Linked DNA regions of Mus musculus: regions 1 and 3 are each linked to region 2. The links are chromatin contacts, called in public HiChIP or PLAC-seq maps. All regions are on one chromosome and are shown on one strand. The core of a region is the stretch at or near the end of the contact, and the rest is flanking DNA. Distances in the headings are between cores, read along the strand shown.

The links. HiChIP or PLAC-seq counts read pairs in DNA pulled down with a chosen protein or histone mark.
Region 1: an H3K4me3 HiChIP or PLAC-seq map of embryonic basal ganglia shows a contact between it and region 2, with 2.3 times the contacts expected there. The contact joins two enhancer-like sites. A contact is called at or near these places in 9 of 115 datasets of contacts at active chromatin or transcription factors (T-cell acute lymphoblastic leukemia, bone marrow-derived dendritic cells, differentiating embryonic stem cells and 5 more) and 3 of 9 other capture datasets (adipose tissue, embryonic stem cells and liver).
Region 3: a contact with region 2 is called in an H3K27ac HiChIP or PLAC-seq map of hepatocytes, with 6 times the contacts expected there. The contact joins two enhancer-like sites. A contact is called at or near these places in 1 of 15 datasets of contacts at CTCF or cohesin (the NIH/3T3 cell line), 5 of 484 Hi-C or Micro-C datasets (the AML12 cell line, the G1E-ER4 cell line, bone marrow-derived macrophages and 2 more), 6 of 115 datasets of contacts at active chromatin or transcription factors (astrocytes, embryonic basal ganglia, hepatocytes and 3 more) and 2 of 9 other capture datasets (adipose tissue and liver).

What each region holds. Positions count from the first base shown.
Region 1 is chr6:28,863,438-28,866,137 of GRCm38.p6, reverse strand. The region is part of intron 16 of Snd1 (staphylococcal nuclease and tudor domain containing 1); the gene reads right to left. Among named protein-coding and RNA genes, the nearest start is that of Lrrc4, 33 kb to the right of the region's middle. Within about 2 kb of position 1,292, at least 79 of the 459 cell types and tissues checked have an H3K27ac peak or open chromatin away from gene starts, as enhancers often do. A contact at or near this core is called in adipose tissue and embryonic basal ganglia, where this site is marked.
Region 2 is chr6:28,571,789-28,574,488 of GRCm38.p6, reverse strand. All of the region lies in intron 10 of Snd1 (staphylococcal nuclease and tudor domain containing 1), which reads right to left. Among named protein-coding and RNA genes, the nearest start is that of Snd1, 93 kb to the right of the region's middle. Within about 2 kb of position 1,383, at least 71 of the 459 cell types and tissues checked have an H3K27ac peak or open chromatin away from gene starts, as enhancers often do. A contact at or near this core is called in adipose tissue, embryonic basal ganglia, hepatocytes and 1 more, where this site is marked.
Region 3 is chr6:28,895,575-28,898,274 of GRCm38.p6, reverse strand. It overlaps a transcript of Snd1 not described here. Among named protein-coding and RNA genes, the nearest start is that of Lrrc4, 65 kb to the right of the region's middle. Within about 2 kb of position 1,269, at least 16 of the 459 cell types and tissues checked have an H3K27ac peak or open chromatin away from gene starts, as enhancers often do. A contact at or near this core is called in adipose tissue, hepatocytes and liver, where this site is marked.

The sequences.
Region 1 (2,700 bases), core at 43-2,542, 290 kb before region 2:
ACCACTATCACCAAACCAACCACTCAGCCAACCAACCAACCAACCACTCAGCCAACCAACCAACCAACCAACCAACCAACCAATCAAACAAAAGATGGGACCTGGTGGAAGATATCCCTCTTTGGAAGGGCCAGCTTGTTACAGAAGAGTCAGCCCACTCCCTCCCCACTTCTTATTTTCTGTCTGTTTATCATAAACTGCTTTTCTTTCACAGGTGCTCCAGACAGAATGCCATCCACCACGACGACGTCAGTGCTGGTGACAATGCATCCTCTCCGGCTTCCCAAACTGTGAGCCCAAATAAACTAATTAAAAACAAACCAAAAACCAAAGCACCAACCAAAGTAAAAATACCCTAAACAAACAAACCAAAACAACCCACAACAAAACACCCTAAACTGATAAACAAACAAACCTCAAACTAACCAGTGTCATTTATTCTGTTATAGCAACAGCAGACAGTCAAAGACTGCAACCCACTCATTTTGCCTTTTGTGAGAATGTGAGTGGAATTGCAGGGCAAGCAGAGCATAACTGAGATCCTCGCTGGCGAAGAGAGGGCTCATGCCGTGGATTTGGGTTTTCCACCGTCACTGATGCTGCATCAAAGCTGTGGTGAGGCTACCACGGCTAGAGTGAGAACTCGAGGAGACACTTCACCTTAATATAGTAGCAGCTTAACACGGCCAACTCAAGCCTCCCCTCGCGGCCACACACATACCAACGTCTTTCAGAGACGATGAACATTAACACAATGTAATTAATAATTCAATGCTCTGGGAGCTGGGAGGCTGTGCCTATGAAAGGCCTCCTGGGTCTCATTACCATCAGTGCAGTGCAGTGGGGAGTGGGCAGGCTTGAGGCGGGCAGCAGCAAGCTCTTTCATACTCGGCTGGCACAGTGTGGCTCCGTTCTCATCAATACCTCCTTGAGATGCCCTGCCACCTCTATACCACATGATCTTTCATGACTAACTCATATCAATAATTGCTTTTCCAAATAATTTATTTTCTGACATCTTAGCACTGAGCCATGCCAAAGCCCTAGGAATGCCCAGAAGTCCAGACAGGGTGGCAGAATAGAAACTAAGGCCAAGAAGCTACTGGAAACACAGGGAAAGCCTGGGTAACAAGAGAGAGGACTGGGCTAGAAGGACCTCCTTCTCCCCCACCTCTATGGTGAGGATGATGAGAGGGTGGGAACACATTTTCCATCCTGCCTGAGGCAGAGAAGCAGAAGCCAAGGCGATCAGCATCGTTGGAGTCTGCTGGGAAATGGAAACCTGCTGACTCCAGGCCTTTGCAAGCGGTAACACAGTTTACAAACTGACGCAATCTGTTCCTTTGGTGCAGACAATAAGGAAAGCAGACTGTTCATCTTCCCAGGAAAACCCCAGGCTGGAGGCCTGAGGGAGAGTTAACTCTCTCTTCCCCGAGCTTCACACAGGAAATGTGACAGATCTGGAAGGAGCTTGGACTGTTCCTCACCAAGCAAGAGGCATGCTCTGAGATTTTTCTGAATGGTTCTGATCCTTCTGGTGCTTGCTAGCTCATGTGGAGAGTGGTCTTAGCCAAAGGGAGGCAAGACGACTGTTTTCTTACCCAAGCCCAGCCAGTGTATTCTCTGGCTTCAAAAGCTATACCTGCCTTGAAGGAACACGGAGCTAGGTTTCAGCCTATTTTTGTAGTAGGAAATCAATGTGTGTATGATCTATGTAGCAAGTGCCCAAGGCTAGCAAATCTCTTGCATGGACTATAAGTAACTAGATGTCCTACAGGTCATGTTCAAATGGCAGTTTTCCATCGGAGACCCCCAATTCTCAAGCTCCTTTACCCAACACACTGCGGGCAATGTCACTGAGAGGCCCTCTACTTTGCTTAGACTGAACACCCACTTAGATTGGCATCCATGGTTATTTCTTTCCTCTCCATCCATTTTTTTTGTTTTTTTTTGTTTTTTTTGAGACAGGGTTTCTCTGTAGCCCTGGCTGTCCTCGAACTCAGAAATCCACCTGCCTCTGCCTCCCAAGTGCTGGGATTAAAGGTGTGTGCCACCACACCTGGCTCTCTTCATCCATTTTAAAGGGAAAAAGAAACCCACAAGGCATACACTCTCTCCTTTAGGTCACCGTAGATACCTGCTTCTGTCACTTACCTTCTACACTGCCTTTCTGGCTACTGCCCATCACCACCATCCAGATCTTAACCCGGCCTGCCCACCTTTCTCCCCTCATCCAGAGCTTTCTGCAAGTGCCCACTCCCTCCATCCCACTCTCCCTGTCCAATGGACCAGTTCCTACAGTCACTGTTACCTCACAAGGTCACTCAGGACCTCTTCATTGCCATTTTCATAATTTCTTTGCAGACTTCATCATTTCTGACCTTTCAAATGATCTGACCAAGCTAAGCAACCCCTATCTTTTTGAAACAGTCTGTTTTTAGATCTCTGATCTTCAATCTTGGCTTTTTCTTGATCTTAGCTGAGAATTCTTCCTCAACAGCATGACCTCTAAACACAGATATTCCCAGGGCATATTGTGGAGAGTTCTTCCATTCTATTACTCTGAGTGGCCAGTATACCCACAGCCCAGGCCTCACTACCAAATTCAACCGTACCAGGGAGTGAGTCCAACCCTCACTCTGTCACCTTTACTAGGAAGCCCTCTCTTCTCAGGTGGCAGTGAGGGTCACTTCTTGGGCT
Region 2 (2,700 bases), core at 134-2,633:
TAAAAATTCAATTTCACTTCAAACACTCACACAAACAACATGTGGTTTGGAGTCCGCAGGGCTGCAGGAGCTTCCCACTGCCTCGCCTCTCAGGGCCTGCACACTGTTTCCTATTAGCACAAGTTTCCAGTCAGATCATCTTGCCCAAAGCACATGCTACTCCAGAAGAATTGAAACCCAGCCTCTTCTCCATCAAACCCTTCGAGCCACTTGACAGGAAGTCATTATTCAGAAGCAGCCACTGGACTTTCAGCACTCTGCACTCTGAAGGGGGCTGCTATTTGTCCCTAAAAATCCAGGAGTGTGTCAAGATCTCTGGGTCAATACCCTGTTTATCTCCTTGTTGCCAAAGAACACACACAGGAGTTCAGGGAACAGCAGCTGATCAATACTGGCAGTCATGAGGGACTCTTCAGACAACACTAGGGACAGGAAGGTAGAGCTAGGTCTGGAAGCCTAGTGCCTTCATCAGATCTGACGGGTGGGTCACACTCAGGAGCCAAGGGGTCTTTACATTGTTTTAATAGGTTGAAAAAAAAAAGATGGATATTTAGAGAAATTACTTTTTCAATTTTAAATTTCAGGGTTAAAGTTAAATTTTTTCTTTGCATGTGCATACAGTAGATATTTGGATCTTTAGTGATTTCAGTCACAAAGCGGAGGTGAGTGGTTATAGAGATGTAATAGGTCTCAGAATTTAATACTGCTTCATTAGTTACGATTTAGACTTCCATGGAGGGGGAGGCAGTCCTCCTCCTCCTTCTCCTTAAGTTTCTCTCCTGCTGACAAATGGGAAGCAACATAAAAGTAGAGAGCTGAGCCCTGGAACAACCAAGACTACAGCAGAGCAGTATGGAGGGCAGTGGAGTGGATGGCCTGTCTCCCATACAGCTAGGATTTGCCAAGTGTGTGCTGCTGACTGGCAGGTGAAGACAGGCACTGCAGATCACAGGGCTGCTTACCTTCATGCTTATCCTCTCCACACTGCCATGTGCTCATCTTCAGTAGAGAGGAGAATGAAAATCACTCACCATTTACAGGCCACAGTGACCAGCACAACTCCTGCTATTCAGCTCTACAGCTGTTTGCAAAAACTACATCTTAAATGTTGACAAAAAAGAAAAGCTTAGATTGGAGAGGCCAAAATGCTACATCTAACAACATGGCTGGCTTTTCTGGATTTCTGCCAACACCCAGCCCCATCGATCAGATATTCACAGAGCAGCAAGTAAAAAGGAAGGGGAGCGGGAAGGCGCCAGCCTCACACCGGATGCTACTTAGGATTCAGGCAACAGCTGCACACCGGGTAATGCTCCCTGGAGCAGTCAGCTGGGGAGGCGCTGCGCCTCATCCTCACTAAGAGCTCAGGCTGCAAAACCGCACACGCTATTTGGACAGCCAATTGCCCATGACTAGGCCAGTGTCCACAGGGTGCTGAGTAACCAGGGAACGCAATAGGGTCATTTGTTCAGAACAACAATCCGGCAAAACTGCAAGGACTCTGTATATTTCAAATGCTCCTCTAGCCACAGATTTGCTATAACAGGGCACTGCTCTGAATCATACCAAACCTTACCCTTTTACCTGCAAACAAAGGAGGACACTGAAGCCAGTCTAGAATGTCACTAGGCCAAATCAAGACCGCTTCCCTTTCGCCAACATCCTTTCTCATTACTATACAAAGTTCCCTTGGAAAACCTTCTGAATCTAACCCCTGCCTCAACTCCTATATAAAATAAGGGAAAATAAAAAGGGTAGCATAAGAAAGTGGACACACACAGTACTGACAAAATGACAGCTTTACGGTCTGACATGTAAAACAATGCACATCACTATATCATGAAAAGCTCTAGCCTTCCTATGAATCCCATATCTGCAAACAGCCCTCCAGAGAAGCTACTTCTGTTTCTTTAGACCCAAGGGTAGCCATTTATAACCGTAGGTCCAGATCTGTACTTATATCTTTGAACAAGAGGGAGAAAATGCATGGACCTGGACAAAATAGAAATCAATGCCAAAGACATATAAAATAGAGTTGTTTGCTTATGATGCTTAGTTTTCCAGTTTGACTTCACAATCATCAAGGAAGCACTTAGTATGCCCTACCCCTCCAGGGCTATTAGTAAATCAAAACCACGCTACCATCCACAGATAGATACCTGTTACCATTACAAACAAGCCCAAGGAAAGCTAACTCGACTGGAAAGAATTTTCTTGAGTGTAGAAAAGAACAAAGTTATTTTTTTAAAGAAAGTTGTCAGATGTGGCTTTCTGCCTCTGTCCCTTCACTGTTAAAGTTCTCTAGTCTTATAACACACTTGGCAGTAAAACAGAACTTGACCTGACACTGTTACAAAACCTCACATGAAGAGATCCAAGTGACTTTTAAGTCTTTGTCCCATAACAGAAACATTCATGTTGTACTGGAGAAAAAGAAAAATCAGCGTTTAATTACAGGGGTGTTATTCACAACCCACTGAGGTAGGTATTATGTCATTACTACACCACAAGTGCTCTGTGTGACCTTTCTCTCTGTGTGTTTGCTGGGGCACATATGTACAAGCATGTCTTTGATTGCTCCACCTTCTATGTTGAGGCAGGGTTTCTCACTTGAACGGAGAGCTTGCCAGTTTGGCTAGCTGGTCAGCTTCCCAAGTAATGGGATCAAAGGCAGGCCACCAGACCCTACCAGCATTTCTA
Region 3 (2,700 bases), core at 20-2,519, 320 kb before region 2:
AGGGAGTTTCCTTTGCTCTCAGCCTCCAAACTCAGGTCTTGTCTGACTCCCCAGACTCCCTACTTAATCCCTCCCCACACCCCGCCCTGCTCTTAGTTTCTGATCTGTTGGGAGGAAGGCAACAACTCCTCCTATGGTGAGCCTGGGGCTCCAAGCACCCTCTGAATTTGTTAGAAACATGGCAGGTCCTTCATCCCAGCCCTCCGGAGGCAGAGGTGGGTCTCTGCGAATTTGAGGTCAGCCTGGTTTACACTGCCAGCTCCAGGCTAGCCAGGGTTACACAATAAGACCATATTTTAAAACAAAGCACTCTCCCCCCCCCCCAAAAAAAAACTAAAAATGGGGGAATCCGTTAGCCTTGCAGCATCCTTTCTGGATCAGAGCCTATATTTTAACAAGTCCCCTCCCCGCAATGACTCACAGGCTGATCCAGTGTAGGAAGCTGTTCTAGTGTCTGCTGACTGGAACGGCCTGCTCCCACCAGACAAAATGGAAGTGAGGGTCTTCAATTAATGCCTGATGCTCGAACTCAGTCACCTCTCTGTTCAGGACCTTCACTGTTTTTGTTTCTAGGGAACTTCCTATCCTTGTCCTTAGAATCTTCCCCAAGAAAATATCTTGTGGATTATTGATAGCCTACGAATGACATCTACCGAATAGGGGAGAAGCCATGATGGACTCAGCTGTGGGTCTGTGCCCAGTACAGCAGAGGGCCTTAGCCCATGTTTACTGATCCATTCCTGGCAAATGCAACATGACAGCAGTGCCAGGCAGGGTAAGGGCTCCCTGGACCGGGCAGCACTGCTTTGAGGTTCCCAGCCCTGTTTCATAAGCCCCTGTCTGCTTTCAGGATGCTGTGTGGTTTCTAGTCTTTAAAATAAAAATCGCCATTACATTTCTTTCTGTCTACGTATATGGGTAGCCACAGCATTTGTATGGAGTCAGAGAGTCCGTCTGCCTTATGCCATGTGGATTCTGGGGACTGAACTTAGGTGGTCCAGCTTGAGGGTAAATGCCCTTACCCACCGAGTCTTCTCTGCCCAGGAAACGATATTTTTGACAGAATCCTGAACCTTCTGCCCATGAATACACAAAGCCAAGGACAGCAAATATATGGGACCCACATGACCGTCCCTTTCCCACACTCTGGGTGGACATCAATAATTGATGACAGCTGACTTTGTGGCATGACCTTCCAGTCCTTTCTCACAGAACCCCAGGGAACAACTATCAATTGATCAGACATGGCACTGTTTGTGATCTTTGCCTCGGGACTCCCTCCTGGGAGCTGCCCTCCACAGATCAGTGCACAGGAGACAAGGCAGTCAGGCTAGAGCCCAGGGATGCCCATGGCTCCCACTTCCACCAAGCTGCCTATTGTGTCTGTGCACGGCTGCACCCAGGGAGGGCCTCATAAACAGCCTTTCCCCAGCTGTTCAAGGCTGAATAGTGAGTGCAGCCAGGCTCACCTTTGCACACAGACCTCTATAGGTCAAACTCACATATGCAGTTCAATACAGGCCTCCATGTAGCTTTCTATATTCACACCTAATCTCTTCTCATACCCCGTATATACCCTCACCCAGGTACTGACCTCCCCATGTCTGTTGTCCTGATAAAGGGCAATACTTCTAACTCTCATTCACTGTGGTGTCTCTCAGGCCCCAGAGCTTTGGGCAATGAACACAGAAGGGCAAAAAGTGCCTTACACGGGTGTCAACATTTCTGCCTGGCATGGTACCTCTGTTTGTGCCTGGTAGGCACCCTTTACACAGCTGTAAGGCCATGCCAGAAAGAGAGCCAGCATCAATTATTGGTGTCCATCCAGAGTGTGGGGAAGGGGGATGGTCATGTGGGTCCCCTTTATTTGCTGTCCTTATCCTTGGCCTTGGAAACAAGATCCTTTCATAGCCAATGAGGCCTTCGTGTGTGCTCCCATGTGCACTGAATTCCCATGCTGTCTGAGGCAGGGCTTTCTTGGGAGGGACCCATGCATCGGTGAGGCCTCATCAGATCCAGATAATCAGGGCTATCATCAGAAAAGCAGCTCAGGACACACCAGCCCAATAGTAACCTACCCCTATGCCTGCTGGGTTCAGATTTTAGGTCCCAAGAACGATGTCCATGGGCAGGTTCTGACTGGTCAGGGTCTCTTTTGCCGCTGTTCCTTCAGCACCTAAACTGTGTTTGGCATGGGACAAATGTTCAGTGTTGAGGGACTGACTTACCTCTGTAGTTCCAGATCAGCCAAGAGTCCTAGTGGCTCAGCCAAATCACCCCGGGACCTCCTTTCCTAACACTCTGGATCCCATCTGGCTTTGGGCACACAGTGCTCCCATGAGTTTAGATTTCATGACATCACTAGTTCCTCATACTGGATCGTTCAGGGCTGCTTCACCACCCCCTCCCCCGGGGTAGGAAGCCAGGGACTGGTCACTTGGGGATAAGGGAGGCTGCACTGTTTTTCTCAGTTCTGGATCACACTGGTTCCTATGCAAAGGGCCTTACAAATGTCTCACCGAATTCTTTGTGAATCCGAAGAATTCTTTTAAAAGTGTGTGTGTGTGTGTGTGTGTGTGTGTGTGTGTGTGTGCGCGCGCGCGCGCGCGCGCATTCATCAGATAACTTGCAAGAGTCTGTTCTCTCTTTACACCACGTGGGTCCCAGAGATGGACTTCAGGATGCTAGGCTTGGTGGCAA